2 separate regions of the Zea mays genome follow, and region 2 is linked to region 1. The links are chromatin contacts, called in public Hi-C maps. All regions are on one chromosome and are shown on one strand. Each heading gives the region's core, a stretch centred on a gene start, on an enhancer-like site or on the middle of the called end of the contact. The rest is flanking DNA. Distances are from core to core; before and after follow the strand shown. Region 1 has its middle 17 kb from the start of LOC103650456. Region 2 holds the start of LOC103650457 (protein JINGUBANG).

Evidence for each region. Hi-C and Micro-C count contacts between places; a contact is called where the count stands out from the background.
Region 2: a contact with region 1 is called in a Hi-C map of leaf, with 6 times the contacts expected there. The contact joins the promoter of LOC103650457 here to the enhancer-like site in region 1. A contact is called at or near these places in 6 of 25 Hi-C or Micro-C datasets (ear, leaf and tassel).

Annotation. Positions count from the first base shown.
Region 1 is chr3:115,911,870-115,918,848 of Zm-B73-REFERENCE-NAM-5.0, reverse strand. No RefSeq gene overlaps it. Among protein-coding and RNA genes, the nearest start is that of LOC103650456, 17 kb to the right of the region's middle. Within about 2 kb of position 2,873, at least 12 of the 20 cell types and tissues checked have an H3K27ac peak or open chromatin away from gene starts, as enhancers often do. A contact at or near this core is called in ear, leaf and tassel, where this site is marked.
Region 2 is chr3:116,228,256-116,234,836 of Zm-B73-REFERENCE-NAM-5.0, reverse strand. LOC103650457 (protein JINGUBANG) reads left to right here and starts at 3,120. Exons shown (of 1, transcript XM_008676049.4): 1 at 3,120-5,215. The coding sequence starts at 3,454. The coding sequence ends at 4,872.

The DNA.
Region 1 (6,979 bases), core at 1,624-4,123:
GAGTTCCTGAGGCGCTCTTCCTTGGAGCACCGGACACTGTCCGGTGTACACCGGACAGTCCGGTGAATTATAGCGGAGTGCCTCTGGATTTTCCCGAAGGTGAGGAGTTCAGCGTGAAGTCCCCTGGTGCACCGGACACTGTCCGGTGGCACACCGGACAGTCCGGTGCGCCAGACCAGGGCACACTTCGGTTATCCCTTGCTCTCTTTGTTGAACCCAATTCTTGGTCTTTTTATTGGTTAAGTGTGAACCTTTGGCATCTGCATAACTTATATACTAGAGCAAACTAGTTAGTCCAATTATTTGTGTTGGGCAATTTAACCACCAAAATCAATTAGGAACTAGGTCTAAGCCTAATTCCCTTTCAGATACACCTAGAGTGCATCTACTAGGTCTAAAAATTTCGAAACAAAGATAGTACGTTGCGTTGATATGAGCTAAAGAGTTTGAAGAGTTAGTGAGTGATTGAGTGAGAGCAAACTACTTCTAAGCTAAAAATGCCTTGGCCATGAAATCCAAGTATCAAAATTGGACTTTGAGGTAAAGTGCAACCTTGCTTTAAGTGAGGGATCAGACTGGAATATATTTGTATGGAGAAAGGCAAACTCAAATGAAACCCTCAACTAGCCCAAAAGTGGAGTTTTAAATCTAGAGAGAATTTGCTAGCGATCCATATATCAAAGTTGTATATTTTGGAAAGTTGAATGACTTTAATATTTGTATATTTACATGTTGTGTCGAGAAATTTGGAGTAATTTGCAGATTTCCAAATTGATACAGTTTTGGTTCAGCCAAAAACAGTTTGCTTTACCTATTTCTGGACCCCTGTATGTTTTAATCTGGGGGCTTTTGGCAAAAGGTTGCTATAGTAAACTTGTAGAGTGACTATAGGAGAACAACTTTTATTAAGTATTGAAGCTCTAACTCTATATGGAACTGGTAGAAAAAGGAGCCTAAAGAATGCAGTGTTCAGTTTGGAAAAAACAGAAGATAAAAATTCAGTCCTGCTGATTTTTCAGTCTGAAGCAGATTTGGGATACTTCTTAAGGGCTGATTCATGTAGTTCTGGGCCATGAGTGCTGTACCAAAGTGGAAGCCCATACCTTGGTGTGCAAGTTTGATTAAGGGTAATGCCACTAAAACCAGTTGGAACTGACAGTAACAGTAGTTCAAAGATTCAATGTGCTAAATCTGAATTCAGACTTTGGAGCTCTCTAGTGCTTGATCCTTGGAGTATTAAGCCATACCTTTTATAGCAAAGTTGAAGAACATATATTTGTGTGCAAGTTTGCTTAAGAGAGGCTGGCTTGGTTCTATACAAAAATCACAGAAAAGGGTGCCTAAAGATGGGCTGTCAAGTTCTTGAAGTTTTCAGATTAGGAATAGTGAACAGATTTGAGTTTCAGCATTTGGCTCTACTTTGGGGCTGTGTGGTGCCTTTTCTAGGCAATTTTGAACTGAGATCTTTATAACAAAAATGAAGGTTATCTATAAATGAACAAATGTCTTTAAGGGTGAGAGACTTGATCCTATACAAAACCTGGAGAAAATTGGTTCCAAGATCAGCTGTCAGGTTGGCTGTAATTGAATTATGTTCAGTCACTGAAAACTGAATTTGCAGTGCATGATGCCCAGTTTAGAGCAGTTTTGTGACAAATTCATGAGGTTTTGGGCTAAAAGTTCTATAGAAAGAGGGAAGATCATCTGAAGGTGAGACAGTTTCATGTGAAAAGTTGGGCTTGCTACTGAGTAAAATGTGGAGAAAAAGGTGTTGCAATTTTCTGTGTCAGGTTGAGGGTGAGCTGTTCCAGTTAGCTGAAACAGGGTGTTTTAGTCTGCTTGCTCTACTTTGGGGCACCATAACTCGTGACCTATGAAGTATTAACCCTAGAAGTGTACAGCAAAGTGAAAGACCAATGTTCAGTAAGCAAGTTTGATGTGGGGAGGTAGCTCTGTTCTTATGGAGAAATTAGAGAAAAGTAAAGATAAAAATTGAGTCTGCAGTCGACTGAGGCAGATCAGGTCTGTGCAAAACTCTAAAAACATATCCATCCCTGGCAGATATTTTGGTAATTTCAGAGGGTGCCATTTTTAGATGAAACCCTATTAAAGATCTCGGTCGCTGTGGTACTGGGTTTCTATGCGAAATGAGCATGTGAATATGTATTAATATTTGAGAAAGGTATCAGGGTGAGCGGTGCACACTCTGATAACCGTGGCGTCAAAAGCAGAAAAGAAAATCTCCCCAAACCAGTGACTCAGCTACAACCGCGCGCCTCTGTCAAAACCTCAACGTACTCTACAGACTTCCCCTCACTGTAGCTAGCTGTACGTGGATAGGAAAGGGTGAGCCGCGTGCACCATTCTCTGAAGTCCAGCCGTATAGCTGGAGCGCCCGATAAAAACAGACGCTTCAGGCTGTTTCGTTTACAACCCAGTTAGTGATCACCTGCGAGCCGCTCGGCCTGAGACCGCCTAAATAAAGATCGTGCCCTGCGAAATTGGTGAGCATGCCGCCGATACCTCCTATTATCATAATCGGTCGAGCGTGATGTTATTAATATTTATAATCACCTGTTCTGTATTCCGTTGGTAATCATAAAGCTCTGGCAGCCTCAGGTAGGGTAAATTAGGCGTGAGATATCAATATGATCTCGGAACTAGGTCTGACTGGTCCATTATAGACTTGATACGCGAAGCCTACCTTCGCTAGTGACTAGTGAGGTTCATCGACCACCGGTTTTTGCGTGCGTTTCGGGGTTGGACCTGAGTTCATCGTCTGCGTGCAATCTTGGACCGAAGTTGTGAATAAACCAAAGGGGAAGGACCTCGGTGCAAATACCCATGATACATGAAATAGTAGTTAGAGTTCCTGCGTAATTATTTCTGAGTCTAGGGTGCTTATAGCATAGTGGAGATGGCGACTGCTGTACTCAGTTATGGGTACAAATTTTCTGGTTCTTAATGGGCTTTCAGAGGGAATTTCAGCCCATTACTACTCCATGGTTTTTCTTTTAAACTGTAAACTGATAATTAGAAAACCAGAAGATAACTAAGTATGAGTATTTAAAACACCCTAATCTTTAATACTAATTTAGGGTTAGATCAAACTTGGGTCACACAAAATGTCAAACATCAATATTGGCAAGCTTTAGAGTATATGTTCTCGGATACTTTGAAGTAGATTTAGCTTGACCACTTTAAGCCAACATTAGGTAACATAAAACTATAGGTATAATAGCTATATGTTTACTTAAGAGTAATTGGGCATTCCACATCTCCCTTGTGAGAGTTTGCACAACATCTCATTACATGAGCATTCATGTAATTCGAATTGACTTGTAGAACACCAAGAACAAGAATTGGTCCTTGTGAAGAAGGAACCTACTCCAGTGCTATTGATCCAGTGGCGGATTCCATCTAACTGCTTATCGTGTTAGAAGATCTCAGATCTCCTCCTGCAATAAGGCAAGCCCCGGTGCATTTGCCACCTCCCTTGTGTTTTCAAAATTTTATCACTTATATGTTGCATTAGGTGATAGGAGTTGATTGATTAAACACTTGATGCATTACTATCCTTGAAAGATTGATTACCATACATTGTCACCTGTTTTATAAAAGCTAGGGATGCTTAGTCATGCTGATAGACTAAGAAAAATATTTTGATCTATGACTCATGTTTTTACAAAAAAGAAAATGGGCTTGGGATAATGAAGGCATCAAGACGTTGATAAATTCATTATCCAGGCATGGTCCCTCTGCCAGGCGCCAAAATTTTGAAATAGTTTAAGATGGGACCAGACGCTGAGCAGGAAAAGTCGCCCGTCTGTGTCGATTAAGGACCGTACCGATTGTTGTCCTGCTGATCTAGGACCTTTTATCTGGCCACATACCTCGTCATGGGTAAGCCTGAACCCGGCTATTCCATACATGAAAAGACAATCGCGCACTAGGAGTGGAGAGACGGCGAGAGTGGCACATACCCTCCTGGCAAAGGACCGCCTAAAAGGGGTGGTGTGCTCTCGGGTGGCACAGACCTATCATGTGGTGGAGGATCCGTGGGAATGGTAGACATGTGCAAAAGAGTTAAGGGAAGCATATGTCGTGTGGTTGGAGATCCCCAGCTGAGTATTAATCGATTCGGATCGCCGAACTTCTCGGATATGAAGACTGGATCATCAACCTTCATCGCAGATAACAAGCGAAACAAAATTTGGATTTTAAAAGCAACCTAGTGTAGGTCAAGTAAATGATCTAGACTAGGAAAATGCTAGATTCAGGCTAGAAGATTCAGGTAATAAACTAACTTGTGAAATAAAACTTGGCTTAAGGACCCACTTCTAGTAAGCTTTTCTGCAAAAAGAGTCTTTGAAACTTGATGAGCTTTACCTTGAATCCCTTTAAGCCAGCATATCCTTGAGAGTCTTTTCTTTAGTCGGGTAAATCTTGCTGAGTAATTGCCTACTCAGGGTTTTATCCCTTATTGTTTTTGTAGGAGAAGTTTTATTCCCTTATCTTTGGGTTAGTTACTTCATGTGGAGGACTTGAAGCTTAGAATGTTTTTATATATCTCTTATGGAAAGGCTTCACCCTTCCAATTATTGTAATAAGTTATGCACTTCGAGTACTATCAGGACTTGTAATAAATACATCTATTTCTACCATGTAAAACTTGAGTTCTGGAATGTAAAGTGTACTTTGTAAAAGTCTTCCGCTCTATCTCCAATGTGTGTGTATCAAATGTGATTACTGTAATATACCTGTTATGTGGGAGATCCTTGGGATGATGAGTTCCAGTTGGCGAACTCGATAGCCTTGTTAAGTTACCCGGTACACGTGCACAGCCATCTGAGGCCAGTAAGGCAAGGATTGGTGCATGTGGGCCTGATAACTTGGGAGGGCTGTCACAAATATAAGTCTCATCCCGTCTGCAGGAAGTTGGGTCCTTCTCGTTCGAACCAGGATAAAAGACTTGTGTCAACTTGTATCACCATTCGGGTCAAAGACACACGACATTATATCAGTAGTTGGTTAGTTCCTGTGGTCCAAACACCGATATAAATGGTTTGTATGGTGGTTGGTGTGCACGACTACATGTTGTACTGCTCATATCGGAAATGACAAATCTCATATCTTTGTATTAATCATGGTTTACGTAACGTTAATTTAGTAACATTAATTATTTTGTTTCATAAAATGGAATGAATATAGGTATTAAAATGGATAATCTATACCATACTTAAAGCACCAGTTTCAACGGTCGTCATGCGTTATCTTTTTACAAATAACCCCTCACAGCTATTTCAAATTAATCTGTTGCATGTCTATAGATGGCCAAACGGTGTCCGGCACGGGCTAGACGCACGCGGGCCACAACTATGGCCCAGGCACGTCATGCCGGCCTGCTAACTATGTCGGGCCGGCCCGTTAGCCCGTCGACCCATTTAATTAAATCAGCGTAAAATGTTAAAAACGATGCAGAAGGTGGGGTTCGAACTCATGTCCTGATGGAAGAAGGAAGGACGGGAGACACTGGGTGAAGCTGTCTAACCAGTAAAACATCATGCTAAGATGTTTTTAATATTAAATATAAATTGTATATAGGTATATACATTTTTTTGTAAAATAAAAAAATAATCGTGTCGGGCCGGGCCGGGCCAGCACTACGGGCCGAGGCTACAGCCCAAGCACGACACAACGTTCTTGGCTCTTGCAAACATTAGGTCGTTTCTGAGACCACATTGGCGCAATGGACTACATGATGTTTGAGGTTGCTGAATTGGATGGAGCAACAATGATTTGTCACACTAACAACAAGATGAAATGTTATTTATTGGTTTTAAACGTTAGTAATTGCTACGAAGTAGCATACTTTATATGGAGCGCATCTAGTTTTAATTGATGTCTGACTTTAGCAATCACTCCATATTTTGATCTATCTTTTTTATAAGTTTAACTTGATGGGACTTATTTTAGAAACTTGAGCTCACAAACTTTGTCTTATTTGGTCTATGTATGATGGAATTATGTCATTTTATAATCTCCGTTCATTCAGTTAGTCGTTGTGAACTCTTTTCTAATCGCTCACTTCATTGGCCGTGTTGTACCAAGACATATTGCATGGAGTAAACAATAACATCAGTTAGCCAAATCAAAAAAAATATTATACAGAGAGCGGAGACAATCAATATAAAATCTTGAATTTTTTATGGATAGTTTACGTGGGTATTGTTGTAAGTCGTCGCAACGCACGGGCAACCGACTAGTCTCTACTATCTATTAAGTCAATAGTGTAGACCACAATCATGCCCTCGCTCCCCCCTTCCCCTCTTGCGTCGATCCCATGGCCCCGCACCCCTATTCTATGTTCTCCCCCACGCCCCCAACTGGACCATCTCGGCGCGGGCGCGCCGCGACGGCGGCAAGGCACTACATCCCGCTGCCACGTCAAGCCTGTCCAGGCCGACTTTTCTTCTCATCACGGGGCCCTTGAGGGGGACCAGCTCCTCAGAATCCTCCACCATCGCCCACGCGCCCGGCACCGCATTGCGTAGCAGCGACTCCGCCAGCATCAACGCGCCGACACGCGCCTCCCGCGAGGTCGCGCTCTGCAGCACACGCACCAGGGACGCGATTGTCGACGGCATGTCGGCGGCGAGCGCATCGGCCACGCGCCTATTTCTCTCCTCCTCAAAGTCTTCTCCACATCGCCCAGCTGCCCCCACCTCTCGCTTAACCGTACCCCGCACCCTATTCAAACAAACCCTTCTTGTGCTTCCTCCTGTAGATCCCGATGCCTCGGCTCCATGGCCGCCTTCGTCCCTAGCTCCAGTCTCTCCGCCCTCTAGCTCAAGATAGAAAACACACATAAATCCATGGAGCCCACAGTCGAGGACACCGCATCTGTCGTGCCAGACTCGTGGGAGACGGCCGACATCGATGGTCACATGAGCCGGCTCATTCTCTCCGCGTGTTGTGT
Region 2 (6,581 bases), core at 1,871-4,370, 320 kb before region 1:
GTAGATCGTTTGGCGGATGAGCGAGTAGAAGGTGGTTGGCTGCCCGAGTGAACAACCGCCGATATCCCTCGGCGTCTGGAGTCCGGGGGAGGCCATCGGCTATCCGAGCCAATACTCCACCAACATCGCTCGGTGTGTTCATGGCTCGAGCGAAGTCGGGGTTCAGGTTGCGTCCGAAAAGTGGATTCTCTCGGCGTTGCCTCGCTTCCTGCTCAGCCTGCTCTTGAGCCTACTGACGGTCACTTCGTCGAGAGTTCCTCCTTTCCCTAGAGACCCGTTCTTCTGGAGTTTCTCCCACCTCTGAGACCTCGTCTCGTGATACGGGCTGCGCCGGGTCTCGCTCTCCGGCTTCGTGATGTCGCTGAATATTTCAGCGTCGGTTCCTCCGTCGGCGAGATTCCCGCTAAAGAGGTTCTTCTCCTGGTGCGGTCGGTTCATCGTCGGAGACAGGATTCGATTCTATTCTTCCCCCGATGAAGAGGATGTCGGGGTAGAATGGAACCGTTGTTGTGACGAGCCTCTTTCTGTTCTCCTTTGAGGACGGAGGCACTGAAAGAGCAGTTTGACAATCCTTTACCTTATTCGCTTCCTTTTTCCTTGTGATCCGTGTCCATTTTTCCGTCGGAGAGGTGGACAGCGGAGTTCTCCGGGTAGATGGACCCTCGACTCCTAGCTTGCTGAAGGTGGTCCTTGCTTGGAGCGCTGGAGGTTGCGCTTTTTCCTACTTCGCTCCGATTTTCCCAGAGATTTTTGAGGAAGACTTTCTCTCCGGTGGATCCGCGATGCGATGCAGAGTTCCTTCTTCATCTGCTACGGACGAAATGGTTCCGAAGCAGAACACGGACCCGGGGCGGAGGACAATCTTGTGCTGGAAAGTGACGACCATTGAGCTAGCTTGGATCAGTGACACACCCCCTACCTGGCGCGCCAGCTGTCGGTGTTTTGGGTCCGACCGCGCACCCGGGGTTGCCCCTCGAGGTGCTTTTTGGAGTAGGACGGTGTTACCAACTGTAGCTCGATGGTTCGTGCTAATGCACGAGAGACGGTGGACAATTTTGTACAGGTTCGGGCCGCCTTGAGATGCGTAACACCCTACGTCCTGGCGTGAGCACTTTATGTGGTGGATTACAAGGAGGCTCTCTAGTGTTGAGGACGTAGAGAATCACTTGGATGGCTAAGTAGTGAGATGCTTTTGAGGGGGTGCCCCCTAGACCTTATATATTCGACCGTGGGGTGTTACATGTGGATATGATAACAACGTGTGCCTAAGTAATAGTGAACCGACTGAGTCTATCTTCCTATAATTCAGCCGACCTATCCCCGCTCTGTTCCGATGTATGAGGCCCCTGCGCGGGAAAGTCGGGTCACTGTTGCTATCATTGCTCAAATTCATCGGGCCGTCTGGGTTTGCGTCGATCCGGTCTTGTGTCAATCCGCTTCACTAGACGTTCTTCCCCAGGCCCACGAAGGGATGACCTTGCGAATTATTGGGCCCACGAGCCTTTCGTGAGGTATCTTATCCTTCTGGTGGATCCGGGGGATATCCGTCCCCCACAGCGGCCACATAGACGAGGTGCGTCGACGACATGATTCATTTGCGCCTCCCTCATGAGCTCAAGCACTACAGGAGATGAGAATATGAGACCCGTCAGGAGAAGGAACGAGGGCCCAGATCGCTAGAGGATTCGCAGAGAGGGAGGGTAAGTTCACCGTTGATGGAGAATCTGATGGATGGCTTCTCTTCGACAACGGAGGAGTCCTGGGCTGCGCGTGCGACAACGGTGGGGTCCCGTGCCGTGACTCTATGAGGGAGGGAGTCGGCGGGGAGGGGGGTTGGAGGTGGGGGCCACCTCGGTGGACGTGGTGGACTGGTGGCGAACACGAGCGGAAGGCGGGGACAGATATGATGCATAGTGTGAACGCCTATACATCGTTTTTATAGAGTAGTAGGGATATAGCAGCAAGTAGAGCAGCGATCGACGACGTTAATAAGGTGAAAACTAACCCCTTTTTCCTGATCACTGCTGGCCGCTGGAATCCCACAAACCATCTTTTTTTTCAAAGCAGTGCATATGGCTTTCGATTTCTGGATTCCTGCGTACGGGTCCTGCGCGAACGTTATACCTTCTATAGCGTCAACAATTGATACACTATAATTTAACTTTTACTGGAAAATTGCCGTACGGTAAAAAATAGGCTATTAACACTAGACCGGCCGGTCACCAAACGTAACACCTCGCGCGCGACGTATCGGGACACGGCCCTTGTCCGTCTCCAGTGCTGCCTGAACGGCCGCGATCGACAGCGCGGCGCGGGTGGTGACGGATCGCGCGCGCAGCTATCGCAGCCATGCACGCCCACGTCCGGTGTCTGGCTGTCTGCCCGTCCGTGTGGTCGCGCGGCGCCGTCGAGAGGGACGAAGACGACACGCGCCCCATGGATCGGTCAGGTAGTCTCTGGCGGTTTGGTGGTGCACGTGCATGGTGCAGTCGCGTGGCGCGCGAGGCTGAGCGCGCGCGCGCGGACGTGTCGTCATGTGCATAGACGATAAGGAAACGAAAGGAAGCTAGCACAGGTCCCGGCCGCGGGGTCTCGATCTGTCCCGCAATGCGCCGTAAAGGTACCGATCGATCAGCCCCACTGGCCGCCGCCCCGCTAGCTCGGAGCCGAGAGAGAGAGAGAGAGAGGCACTCGATGGAAACCTGCGATGTGAGGAGACGACCGGGGCTGCAGGGCACTTGTTTGACCGCAGGTCGTGCTCGTTTCGTCGCGCTAGCCATGCCATGCCACCCGAATCGAGCGGCGTAGGTAGTAAGTACGTCGATGGCGCCCGTCGGCCGGCCGACCGACTGACTGCTTCCGTACGTTCCGCCGCCGCACCGGTGCCGGCCACGCATGTCCCGCGACTCTAGGGTGGGTCCACGGCACATGGAAACGTAGTGTATGTACGTACGGGTAGGCATGCACCGAACTCGTGCAATTTTTTTATAAATATAAATGCGCAACCGAGAGACGTGTTACGATACGTATGCTGGGTACTGCCGTGTGAGGTGTGATGCCAGCGTTTGCGCCCGCCGCCCGCCAGGAGTCACATGTTTGCCGTTCCCCACATGACCAATCACATAAAAATTATAATATAGAATAATACTTCCCTGTCACGCCAGGGCGCAGGCGGACTGGTCCGCTGCCACACTTGCACCGCGAGTCCTGTCCGCGACCGCTAGTCCTAGCTCGGTCTATATATACCCTCCACGCACGCTTCAACGGCGCCTCCATCATTCATTCATCATAAGAACCGTGATAACACGACACCACACAACGGCTGCTCCATCGCGTTCGCTTCGCGTCGTCTCCTGCACCATTCGCTTCTCCTCTTCCTTGCCCGTCGTCTCCTCCGATCGCCACAGTTACCTCTGCGATTCGATCGGACGATTAGCTAGCTGCTAAACCGCCATGGGGAATCACAAGAAGCTTCTCCAGTTCCTGCGGCCAGACCCGGCGGTGGCAGCAGCGCCGGCGAGGTCGTCCACGACGTCGGACGACGAGGACGACGGCACGTCGGGTTCCACGCCGGTGACTCCGACCACGAGCGCGAGCGCGGCGGCGTCGCCGTACGCCTCGTCCCCGTGGACGCATCTCCCGGGGCTCGGCCCCGGTCCCGCGGCGGAGGCGACCGAGCTCCTCGGCTCGCTCGTCAAGGAGGACGGGGGCCACGTCTACTCGCTGGCGGCGGCGGGGGACCTGCTGTACACGGGCACGGACTCGCGGACCGTGCGGGTGTGGCGGGAGCGGGACCGCCGCGAGCTGGGCGGCTTCCGCTCGGGCAGCGGCCTGGTGAAGGCCATCGTGGTGGGCGGGGACGGCCGCGTCTACACGGGGCACCAGGACGGGAAGGTGCGCGTGTGGCGCGCGCCGCAATCGGCGGACGAGGTCGTCGAGGACCCCTCCGCGCTCCGCCGCGTGGGGACGCTGCCCCGGCTCCGCGACGTGCTCCGCAGCTCCCTCCTCCGCCCGTCGCAGCCCATGCTGCGGCACTCCGACGCCGTGTCGGCGCTCAGCCTGGACGCCGCGGCGGGGCTCATCTACTCGGCCTCCTGGGACCGCACCTTCAAGGTGTGGCGCGTGTCCGACTTCCGGTGCCTCGAGTCCGTGGTGCGCGCCCACGGCGACGCCGTCAACGCCGTCGCCGCCGCGGGCTTCGACGCGCTCGTGCTCACGGGCTCCGCCGACGGCACGGTCAAGGCGTGGCGGCGGCGCGCGGCCGAGGGCAAGGGCCGGGCCACGCGGCACGTCATGGAGCGCGTGCTGCGGGAGGGCGACGGCGCCGTCACCGCCATCGCGGTGTGCGCGCAGGCCCGCGTGGCGTACGCCGGCTCCTCGGACGGCGCCGTCGCGCACTGGCAGTGGCCGCGGGGCGCCGCGCCCAGGAGCGGCGCCGCGCCCAGGAGCGGCGCCGCGCTGCGGGGCCACAAGATGGCCGTGCTGTGCCTCGCGGTGGCCGGTCGCGTCGTCGTCAGCGGGTCCGCCGACCGGACCATCTCCGTGTGGCGGCGCGGTGAGGGCGCCAGCCACGCGCTCCTCGCCGTGCTGACGGGGCACACGGGGCCCGTCAAGTGCGTCGCCATGGACCAGAAGGAGGAGGAGGAGGAGGAGGAGGAGGAGGAGGATGATGAGGGCGCCGCCCCACGCCGGTGGGTCGTGTACAGCGGCAGCCTCGATGGGTCCGTCAAGGTGTGGCGCGTCTCCGAGTCGGACGGCGGCGGCGGCTTCGCGCCCGACCTGACGATGTCGACCCCCGCACTCCACTGGAAGGGCTTCTCGCCTTCGCCGCCGCCCCGCGCGCACCGTGTGCAACCGAGAATAGAAGAATAGCTATAGCTCTGGCGGTACACGACGGTGTACGTCGTATTCTTCTACATCCGTATGGCGCTGTTTTTGAATCGGTGGCAATGGTGCGTTGCATCTCTAGCTATTGCCTATTAGTAGCCGGCACGCTGACGTGGCCGGCTGCCGGTGACCGGTGAGCAATCACCTGCACGGCTGCACCTGCTGGCGCGAAAGAAAGATGGGGAAGAAACTGGGAGCGTTTTCTTTTGTGTTTTTTCGGACTTTTTGGGGCTTGCGTTTGCTGGTTTGCAAGAAAAAAAAAGATGTACAGATTGATTTTGCTTGCGGACAAAGGAAAGAAGGTCATCCGACGGCTGCTCTGCATCCACACCGAACCGAGTTCCGAGTAGGTCACACCAGCTTCTTCTGCCGATAATCCAAGAGAGATGCCGAACTGAACCGCTTTCCACATCTGGTCAGACGAGACGGGTCTTTCTTTTTGGAGGACAGACTTTCCTGGTCCGGAAATGGGCAGGGAATTCCGTATGCACTCTGCGTCAACTGCTCGGCTAAACAAATCAACCCAGACTGCTAAACTAGGAACTCTAACTAGGTAACGCATTTTCGTTTTGTAAATTTCGAAAACCGTTTTGTTGACCAAAATTTAACTTCTAGATTTTCAAATCTTAGACCAAAATACACTAAAAACCGTACCGATTTTTTGCATTTCGGTTCGGACCGAAAAGACGGTAAAAATTACCGGTTTTCAGTATTTACCGATCGAGAAAGACAACACTGGCTCTAACCAAACGACTAGTTAAGTGTTAACTACAAAAGCAAACTAGCTACGAGAGCAACAACACAAGAATGAATATGAACAAACTAAATATAAGCTTCTGTTAGAGAATTGTAAACCAATACGAAGGTGATGACACAACGATTTTTACTCCGAGGTTTCGTGGTTTACCATCCACTAACTGCTTGTTGAGGCAAGTCTAAGTCTCAGTTTGTCATCATTCCTCTTGCTGTCGGTGACCACACAAGCTCACTATCTACAGTAAATGAAGTGCTCGTACGAAAGCTCTAGCACTTTGATCTACGTCAGATCATTTTAGCATTCTTCACATCTATGTACTAGAGTTGCTCTTGGTGATCTCCTGCACAAGGTGAGCACAAACACACCCCCTCACAAATCCTACTTCATGTGGTCTTCACAACGGAGACCAAAGGCCATTAAACTGTCTAAGGGCTTGTTCGGTTATTTTCAATCCATATGGATTGGAGGGAATTGATACGGATCGGGAGTGATTTTGACTCACTAGAGATTAAAACCCTCTTAATTCCTCTCAATCCATATGGATTGGGGTAGAACCAAACAAGCCTTAAGAGTTGGCAACCTCCAGAAGTAATAAGCACCATTGGATTACGGCACAAACACCTAATCCCACGCTACAGAAATATGCCAATGCACTACATTTGGACCAGTCTTTCACAACCGAATTCACTTAGCAAGTAAGCATGTATTTGAGCTAGAACATTTCTGAAGGTCCTTGTTTTGTTTTGGTAATCGAGTAACAACATAAGTGGACTAATGTGTGTTTATGTTGAGATATACATGTAATTAGTCCTCACGTGTACTAGTGTGAGCAGCATGTGCCTTGGTGGAGAAATTAATTGTTGTTGTTGGCATGCTCAAATAGAACGTTTGAGCTCGTTACATATGAGATATAACATGGTGCCATGTGGTTAGATGG